Linked DNA regions of Sus scrofa: region 1 is linked to region 2. The links are chromatin contacts, called in public Hi-C maps. All regions are on one chromosome and are shown on one strand. Each heading gives the region's core, a stretch centred on a gene start, on an enhancer-like site or on the middle of the called end of the contact. The rest is flanking DNA. Distances are from core to core; before and after follow the strand shown.

Evidence for each region. Hi-C and Micro-C count contacts between places; a contact is called where the count stands out from the background.
Region 1: a Hi-C map of skeletal muscle shows a contact between it and region 2, with 3 times the contacts expected there. The contact joins the promoter of LRRC20 here to the promoter of TYSND1 in region 2. A contact is called at or near these places in 3 of 47 Hi-C or Micro-C datasets (embryonic fibroblasts, heart right ventricle and skeletal muscle) and 1 of 2 datasets of contacts at active chromatin or transcription factors (alveolar macrophages).

The regions. Positions count from the first base shown.
Region 1 is chr14:73,294,223-73,298,973 of Sscrofa11.1, reverse strand. It overlaps LRRC20 (leucine-rich repeat-containing protein 20), which reads left to right and starts at 2,314. Exons shown (of 5, transcript XM_001925274.5): 1 at 2,314-2,446. It overlaps LOC110256844, which reads right to left and starts at 3,199. Exons shown (of 1, transcript XM_021073886.1): 1 at 1,080-3,199. The coding sequence starts at 3,110. The coding sequence ends at 2,682.
Region 2 is chr14:73,087,343-73,092,174 of Sscrofa11.1, reverse strand. It overlaps TYSND1 (peroxisomal leader peptide-processing protease), which reads left to right and starts at 2,557. Exons shown (of 5, transcript XM_001927343.6): 1 at 2,557-4,653. The coding sequence starts at 3,482. It also overlaps a transcript of SAR1A not described here.

The DNA.
Region 1 (4,751 bases), core at 1,065-3,564, 210 kb before region 2:
GCCACCCCAGAAACACGAGGGGGTCCAGCTGAGAGAGAACTGTCCAGTGGAGTCCAACCTAACATCATGACCCACAAAACCATGAACGAAATAATTTTTAAGCCACCTCTACGTTTGGGGGTGTTCTACTATGCAGGAAAAAAAAAAAATGTCCTGACTGATACAAGCACTTAGCACATGCCAGGCTCTGGCTCAGGATAATTTCATATCAGGCAGTCTTGGGAGAAAAGACCTGTGCAGAAGTGCCATATTAATGGGAATGATGCAGCAAGTGCTCTGGAGAGAAAACACACCAGGAAGAGAAGAAGTGGCCTTTGAGCTGGGGAGGAGTCATGTGGAGGAGGAGGGTTCAGGATGAAATTTCTGGGAGTGGAGGCTAAGTGATGTTAGGCACGAACACGAGAGGTCTCAGGCTGGAGCCATCAGTGGTATTTACTGAGTGCTTGCTTACCTTGTGTGTTGAAGCACTGTACAGGCCATCCCAGGTCTGCATAAGGCCTAGCAGGGGAGAGAAGATGGTCACATGTAGAAGTTGGCCAGAAATGTAAGGCTGGTTTTAAATGAAACAGAAATAGCAGAATCTGCTTTGTCTAAAATACTAAGGATCTTGGCTTGGGCAGAATGGGCCTTGATCTATGTATTTATATCTGGTACCTGGGTATGTATGCCAGGGATGGGGTGATGATGAGACTGTGGAGAGACTTTCATAACCTTCCTGAGAAGCACAAGGAGTCAGAAAACATGGCTTCTCCCCTCCCTGCCCCAAGTGGTCATCTCTCTTGAGGGCAGAGTCTGTACCCGATTCTAAGGGCCTTGCATACCCTAGGGATTCAGGTCTGAAAGACTTCCTTGGAGATGTTTCTCATTCCCTTCCCTTTATTTCTACTCACCCTCTGTATTTTCCCAGGGCTGCTGAAACAAATTGCCACAAACTGGATAGCTTAAAACAAGAGACACTTATTCTCTCCTCAGTTTTTGGAGACTAGGAGTTGGTTCCTTTTTGGAGGCTCTGAGGGAGAATCTGTTTCACGCCTCTTCTTTGTTTCTCATCCTCGCTCACAATCCCCGGGTTTTCTTGGTTTGCAGACTCCGCCTCCATCTTCATATGGACTTTCCCCGTGTGCCTGTGTAACTCTTCTCTTCTTACAAGAACACCAGTCACATCCTATGCCAGTATGACTTCATCTTAACTAATTATATCTGCAATGAACTTGTTTCCAAATAAGATCATTTTCTGGGGATGTGTATGGGGGTTAAGTCTTTAACATACCTTTTTTTTTTTTTTTTTTGGTGGAAGGGAGAGACATAAATTAACCCATAACATCCATCAAGACCCAGGCAAATGTGGGTTTCTTCTCTGACTGCTCCAATCCCCAGGGGTGGAATTAAATGTTCTTTCTTTAGGACTCACACATACTTAATACATGCTTCTGTTTATCAGAACACTTGACTCACTGACTGTCATTGCTGGTTGAGTGGGGGCCTCATCTCTTTCCTGTTCCTCACAGAGCCTAGTAAAGAGTCTACAGGGAGGAAAAACAACAAGGCCCTACTGTATAGTACAGGGAACTATATTCAATATGGTCCATTAAACCATAATGGGAAAGAATATGAAAAAGAATATATATTGTGTATTACTGAGTCACTCTGCTGTAGAGCAGAAATTAAATGCAACATTGTAAATCAACTATACCTCAATAAAACTGAAAAAACTTCACTAATTTGAAGGACCAAAAAAAGTCTATGGGGAATCCTCTGAAAATTTAGGCCTGAGAAGCAGCTCCCCTCCCCTGACCCGTCATGCTGGGCACTGCACGTAACTTTCCATGTAGCAATCCTCACAATGACCCCGTGAAGTAGGTATTTATACATTTAACCCCTATCTTAATAGGAAACAACACTGGGATTTGGAGACGTAGAGTAATTTCGTGTCACCAGAATTATTGCCTCTGAAAACAGAACGGCCGCCTTGAAGGCATCACGGGAAAAGCTCTCTAGTCCCCACCTTCACGCTTCCCAAAGTCCCCCTGATCTGGCTAATTCAACTCCCCTACCTTGAGAAAAACAAACCTGGAGGCTCAATCCTATTGATCCTGGATCTGTTGCACATTCCCGTCTACACTCCCGCCCCGCTAAGCTTTTTCCCTCCAGAAGTCGAATACAAAGCGGATCCACCCTGCGGACGAGAGCGCGCGGGCAGCTTTTCCGGGCGCGCCTTTCCCGGGAGCGGCGTGGGGACCCGCGCGCTGATTGGCTGCACTCGGCGGCATGCTCCCGCCCCCGCGCCGTTCCTAGCCCAGCGACTGGCCCCGCAGCAGCGCGCTCAGAACCCGCAGCCCTTCGCGCCCCTCCCGGCCGGCTCCCGCGAGCTGCTGTTGCATGGGGCGCCGCCGGCGGCCGAGGGAGCGTGACTGCGCTGCGCAGGGCGCTAGGAGGCATTGTCGCCGTAAGTGGAGCAGAGAGCAGCCAGGAACTGGGCCCCACCTTCGTGCCCCGCAAAGTAAACGGAGTCTGAGGCTAAGCGCCCAAGGGGCTGGGGGAGAGAGAGAAGTGTCCCCAATTCTGCAGCGTGCCCTCCCCTCCCCCAAGTCACCGGGTGGAAGGAGAAGCGGTGCACCAGCTGAGGTTTCTTCGGTGCCCAGGGGCCCGGCGCCGCGACCGCTCTGGCTTGCCGACTGCAGCTAGACCCCGGCTGGCTCGGGGAGCGGGCGCAGCGGTACCGGGGAATAGGGAGCCTGGGGAGGCGAGAGGATCTCCGTTCCCCGCGGGAGGCGCCCCGGTTGGGAGAGGCTCTCGTAAATTTCGTCCCTGAAGCCACATTTTCGGGGTTTGCTTTCTCTCTGGGGGGCTGCATACGCCTGTCCCAGGGCGTGCCTCTGGGCCTCCGCGATCACCAGCGTTCCCCCCTCTGCCTGCTTTATTCTCCCCAGTCCCCGCCTGCCCGGCGAGCGGAGGGCCGGCAACGAGGAGCCATTGGCTGCGGGAACCAGGGGGGTGGGGAAGACGGTGAGGCAGGCCCCCAGCGCGAGGCGTGGGGACCCCGGAGTGGCCACCGCCCTCAATCCTGGGAGGCGCAGCCGGAGGATGCTTAGATGCTCGTAGAGAGCCATGCGCGGGGCTCTGAGAACCCCATGGCTCAAAAACAAGACGCCAGCCCGTCCCGCTCACGCCCCAGCGGGCTTCTTTTCTTTGGGAGGAAAATTGGGTCAACTCTGCCTGGCCTCGAGTGGGCCTTCGGGGCTGCTTGGGTCCGATCCAGAAGACTGCTTCTCACTTCCCCAGCAGCTCCGTCCCTTGCCATGGTCCAGAGAACCCCGCTGGAGCCATTGGTGAGGGGGAGCTTGCACACATGGCTCAAGAGGCTCGAGTTGCCCTTCAGAGCGGCTACCAGGCTCTAAAGTTCCCAAGTGACCACGCCAGTAACTAAATATAGGGGCAGCTGGTGCAGGCGTGGTGTCGCAGCAGCTCTTTTGCACGGATCTCCGGGCTTCAGATAAGGTAGAGTTCTCACTGAAGAGGGTGGGAACCCTAGCAGAGGCTGCAGTCAGTATTTAAGCAAAAACCAACCCTTCCCAAACCTTGTATCCAGGTGAAACCAGATTATAGATGCAGGAGGGCCGAATTACCAGCTCTCACAGAGCAGGGCAACTTCTTTGCTGGCATTTCATCTTTTAGATCCTAACTTACCATCTGTACCGGTTTAATCACATATTAGTAATGCCTTAGTGTGGGAAAACTGGTTGGATTAGGCTGCTCTCCTCAAAAGACTTTCCTAGTTCCTTGCAGAGAAACAGAATAGATTGATAGGATGGCCTCCAGCCTTTCCCCACTAATCTGGGGGCAGACTGGCTGTCTGTCTCCCTCTTTCTCTCATCATTTTGGGTGCCTCTGCTTAGCCCCTGGCTCTGTCTCCTCTTCCCAGCCATAGCATGTGCCTTCATGGCAGAGGGCACACATGCTCCTAAGGCCTGGTGTTGTGGCTTCTGGCTTATTCTGCTTTCTTGTCACTTAGTCTCTCTTACCTGATGGAAAGCTCATTCTGGCTCATCCCCTGTCTATGTACCTATACTCCCTCAGTGTGGGCCTTATAGAACATGTTTGCTGGATTTAGACATTCCTTAGAACAGTGGTGCACACTCTGAGGAAAGAGGAGCTGGGACTTTGTGGAGAGGGATGTCTTCCTGGGACAGCAGCTGTGTGAGTGCGAGTTTGGACCCTATGCTGAAGGGTCTCCAGGATTTGGAGCACTTTCCTTGAAATTTTCTAAGGCTGCCCTCCAATGTCTGGGACCCCAACCCCAGAACAGACCAATGTGGGCTGGCAGTTCTTGTTTCTCTTTAGGACCCTCTCTGATCTGCTCTCACTACTTCTGCCTGTGGGGTTGACCAGATGCCTTAAGGAGCCAAGAACTTGGGCCTATGAAGTTGGGGCCCTGTGGTTGGGGTCTGGTTCCCTGAGGGCTTCCTTGTATACTGATGGCTGTCACTGGCTGGCATGATCTTTCTTTCATGGAACTGCATGACACTGGGCAGCCAGAATGGTGCTGACACACTGATTTTTGTTGACTCAAATTGTTTGCATAGACAGGGCCCCTCGCATCCTCAGGTGGCCCTGCCTAGGGGGCTTTGCACTCATTGAGGAAGTGGGTCTATACCTCTCTCCATCACTTTTATGTGACTCAGGCAATTCTCTGATTTTCTTCAAAACAGTTCAAAACAGAGGAAGAACAACTTTCTTTATGCCTCACTCCC
Region 2 (4,832 bases), core at 1,308-3,807:
AATTTGGTCTCTTTATTGGACTCTTCTTGAGCTCTTTTTATTGGCTATCAATTTATTTTTGGTATTTAAAGGTTAACTTCTGTAGCTTTTCCAGATTATTATTATTATTATTATTTTCTTGGTAGGGGGGAGGGTGTTATGAAATTGCCTTTCTCCAGTCCAGAAATAATCTGGGGAAGCTAATCCAAGAACTTTGTGTAGAGCTGTTCCTTTTGAGCCAGCATCGCTTGTCAGTAAGCACCGGGTATAAAAGCCTTAGCATCCACAGTAGTGTATTGAGGATTATTTTTGAGCATCCCATTTTCCTGATGCCATGTGTGAAACTGGGTTTTCATGATCTTAACCAATATTCTGCCCTTGTAAAGGATGAAGGGATAGGAGATGGACGAGATCTCGTATTCTCAAGATGGGAGAATATCTTCATTTTTCCATGAATAAAAGATTAGAGGATTTTCCTCAAAAACTGAAAATTGTGATGGTGATGCTTTTTTGGAGAGGACTGAACTAAATTCAGTGGATTCTTGCTCCTAACATGAGGGCAGGGAAAGTGGATAATATATTCCTTGGGTGAGAGAGTATTGTTGCATTTCCCATTGTTAGTCTTTAGTCCTGACCTGTTGGGAAAGCATACTTTTTCACTGCTCAGTACCAAATGCAGAATAAAGCTGGGAAGAACATGCCTTTCATTTATTAGCAAGCAGACCTGGTTTGGAAAGGGGTTAAAGCCTTAAGTGAGCAAATCAAGCTAACGATGAATGAACTAGATAGTTAACGTGTGTACTTTTAATTTCCTTTGGCTAAAGGTAACCCATACTTCTCTGTTCAGAGACAGGAGAGGTATAATTGCCTCAGTGTTAGTTTTCCTGTTTTTGTTTTCTATTTGTCCCTAATCACTTTGTAGCAAGCCAGGAAACTATGGATTCTATACAGGGCAGCTCTTTGTGAAAGTGGTTTATTTTGGCCACTGGAGAAAGAGTTGGGATTGAAAAATCAAGTGGTGCCAGTTTATTTCTTGCCCCACAGAAAACAAAGTTCCTATAATAAGGTAGAGGAAAGAAGCTACTGTGAGGAGTTTGGCTTCCTAACAGAATCAAAGCTTTGTACGGGAACTCCATGAATTGAAACCTTTCATTCTGTTTTATCAGAGTGCATATATGTCCTATTTCAGGAAAAGTAAAAGTCATTTACAGAAGAAAGTCAATCTGTATCCTAAGTGTTTTAATAAAAAGTTGAAACAAATTTACTATCTCTCTCTTTTTTTTTTTTTTTGGCATTGGTTTGTTCAGAATTTGAACATGCCATGAAATTTGTTGGTGGGGGGAGCAAAAGTTCTTCCCACTTATGGGAAGAAATTAAGTACTATTTGAGAGCCTTGGAACATTCGGTGATCCCAGGGTTGGTGGTCATTTTTGCAACAGGATGGACATGGCAGACTTTTGAACAAAATCTCTTATTAACATGCTACCTAGAACTGGATTCAGTTTAGTTGTATTTCACTCATGATTGAATACAAAATTGGAGTGATGCAGTTGATTTCTTCATTTAGCAAAACGGGGAGTGCTAAAATCTGTGCTTGTGTATTTACTAGGCTTATAGGAAGCCTTGCTTTTAAACAAACGCAAATGAGTTTCTAAAACCAAAGTACTGTGGCAAAATAGAATGCGACCAAAATGCAGCAGGTTCTCTTTAGGTATTAAATTATTGAAAGCATCTTGTGATTGAAACTAATGTCCATGTTTACATGGATTTTATGTTTATATGGATTTGTGTTATTTGAGTTGGAGTGGAACATGAAAATTAAAGGCTTGAGTCAATGAGCCCAGCACTCAAGGGGGTCTCATCTTGGCTGTTGACTATGACTTGGGACTCTCTACTGTGATGTGCCATAAACAGAAAAATATGACTGATAACTTCATACTGGAGGCTTGCACATCATTAAGGGAGAATCACTGGACTCCAGAGAGAAACTCTATTGCTAGGAAGTTGGAATAGTTAAAAGAGTTTTTATTGTGATAGAGCCATCTTCTGTGTCACAGAACCAGAAGACGACAGTACCTGCTAAGGGAAGATTGCTTATATCAGTCCTGTATCATACTGTAGTGGAGTCTTCAACATGTCCCATTCTCAAACAGGTTTGTGTCACTGGGAGCAATGAGCATTACCCTGCATTGTGCTGGGGATACACCAAGCAGCAATAGTTTATTCAAAAATTTGAAGCAGAAGAGTTATGTAATTTAAGTAGTGATTGGTTTCCATTAATGCTGACATATGTACTAAAATAATCTTATTTAAATTACTATGTACTTCAGTGATACTGCGATAAACAGACCTTCAGAGATATCCTGCAGTGACCTCAAAACATCCTTGTCCCTCTGTCCTCAGAGAGATTTCTTTGGAAAAGTAGGGATGTTTTATATTAGCTTAGATCAGGGGTGGCAAACTACAACTTGTGGTCCAGATCTGGCCTGCTGCCTGTTTTTGTATGGCCTGTGAGAAAAAAAAAAAAATGCAATTCTGTGGCATGCGATAACTATATGAAATTCAAATTTCAGAGTCTATAAGTAAAGTTATTGGAACACAGCCACCCCATTCCTTTAGCTTTTGCATGCTATAAAGGCAGAGCTGAGTATGTGAGGCAGAATGTATGGCCCACAAAACCTGAGTTATTTACACTTCGACCCTTTACAGAAAAATCATTCGACTCCTAACCTAGATAAATCTTGGATGGTGGTTATGTCATTGTGTGAAATGTGCATACCGCAAACTATAGGGTTGTATAATTAAAAACTGGCTGAAGCTAAGGTTCATCATAGTTTTAAAGGGCAATTTTATTTGAGCAAACCTGGTTTCCATGAGATATGTAGTGTGGGTCATCAAAAGGCCCTAGGTGTAACCTTGTGAGCTCCATGCCCCCCAGTAAACTGCTGTAGGGTTTACTTACAGAATTTCAAAATACTGAATGGGCCTAGTATTTCCTTGCCCGTCTTATCCCAGGCATCAGAGGTCGGATGTCCCCTACACCTGGGCTGATACTGACAGGTCCTGTCTTCGCCTGGGCAAGTCTAGCCATGTCAGCGCACATTTCTATTGTCTTTCCTGTAGCGCAGCCAACGGAGACGAGACTAGGCTTCCAAGGGACCAGCACGCCTCTTCTACCGGTAAAGCCACACTCCTGTCTCACTCCTGGAGCTGATCCTCGGGTTCCGCCTCTCCCTCTAGCTCTCACCATCTGAACCACTAGGACGGGGAAAGGCGGGGTCAGCCTCAGCAACCAATCAGGGCTCGGCCCCTAGCCCAGCCAATCAGGACAGGCCATCTGGGGCTCAGCCAATCCGGCCGGACGAAGAAGACTGGCGACAAGTGCCTGCACCTCTCCTTCAGGTTTGGGTGGCCCTTCGTGTGGTCAATCGGTCTCTGTCGCGGTTCTTGCTCGCTCGCTCGCTCATAGTCCTGGAAGCCCCTGTGTGCCGTCCCAGAGGCCATGGGGCGGCAGTGGGGGCCAGCCATGAGGGCGGCCGAGCAGGCGGGCTGCATGGTGAGCGCCTCGCGGGCGGGGCAGCCGAAGGCGGGCTTATGGAGCTGCAGCGGGGTGATCCTGAGCCGCCGCCCGGGCCTGGTGCTGTGCCACGGAGGCATCTTCACCCACTTCCTGCGGGCCGGCAGCGGGGCACTGACTGTGGCCGGCGCCGCCTTCCTACCCGGAGACAGTTGCAGTGACGACCTGCGCCTGCACGTGCAGTGGGGCCCAACGGCTGCAAGTCCCGCAGGCCGCGCAGAGCGGGGCCGCGCTGGGCTGTGCACACCCCAGTGCGCCGGCCTGGACCCTGGCCCGCCCGCCCGGCCCCGCGGGCGGCAGCTGCAGCCCCCGCGCCCCGCCGAGCTGTTGCTGCTGCTGAGCTGCCCAATCTTCCGGGGCCAGTTCGCGCGCCTCTTTGGCAGCGAGACAGCCGAGCAGTGGCATTTCGCAAGCGCCGCACCGGAGGATGAGGTGTCGGAGGAGGAGGAGGAGGATCAGCTGAGAGCGTTGGGCTGGTTCGCGCTGCTGCGCGTGCTGCCGGACCCAGAGAGGGAGGCGGAGGCGGTGGAGCGCGGGCCGATAGTGGCGGTGGCGCCTCTCGGGGCTGTGCCCAAGGGCGCGCCGCTGTTGGCCTGCGGCTCCCCGTTCGGGGCCTTCTGCCCGGACATTTTTCTCAATACGCTCAGCCGCGGCGTGCTGAGCAACTCGGCCGGCCCGTTGCTGCTTACCGACGCGCGCTGCCTGCCAGGCACCGAGGGCGGCGGCGTGTTCGCGGCGCGGCCCGCGGGGACTCTGGTGGCGCTGGTGGCGGCGCCCCTCTGCTGGAAGGCCCGCGAGTGGGTGGGCCTCACCCTGCTCTGTGCCGCCGCTCCTCTCCTCTGCGCCGCCCGAGACGCGCTCTGCCACCTGCACCCCGGCACCGATGCCCTGGCTGCCTTCCTACCGCAAGAGATGGGCGCCCCGTGGGACCGGCCCCTCCGAGATCCCGGCCCCCCGTGGGCAGCCGCGGCTGTGCTAGTGGAGTGCGGTTCCGTCTGGGGCTCTGGAGTGGCCGTGGCGCCCCGACTTGTGGTGACCTGCCGGCATGTGGCCCCTCGGGAGGCAGCCGGTGTCCTGGTTCGCTCCACCACCCCGAAGTAAGGCCTTCAAGGTTACCCCCACTCCACCCACTCACCAGGTCTCAGGCCTCGGATTATAATCCTGAGGCTTATGGAGGCCTTCTGGCATCACACTCGTGTCTTGGTGGTGCAGTGTGGATATAGACTTAGGACCCTCCGCTTATCCTTGGCACCCAGAACTCCAGTTCTGGGCCCTC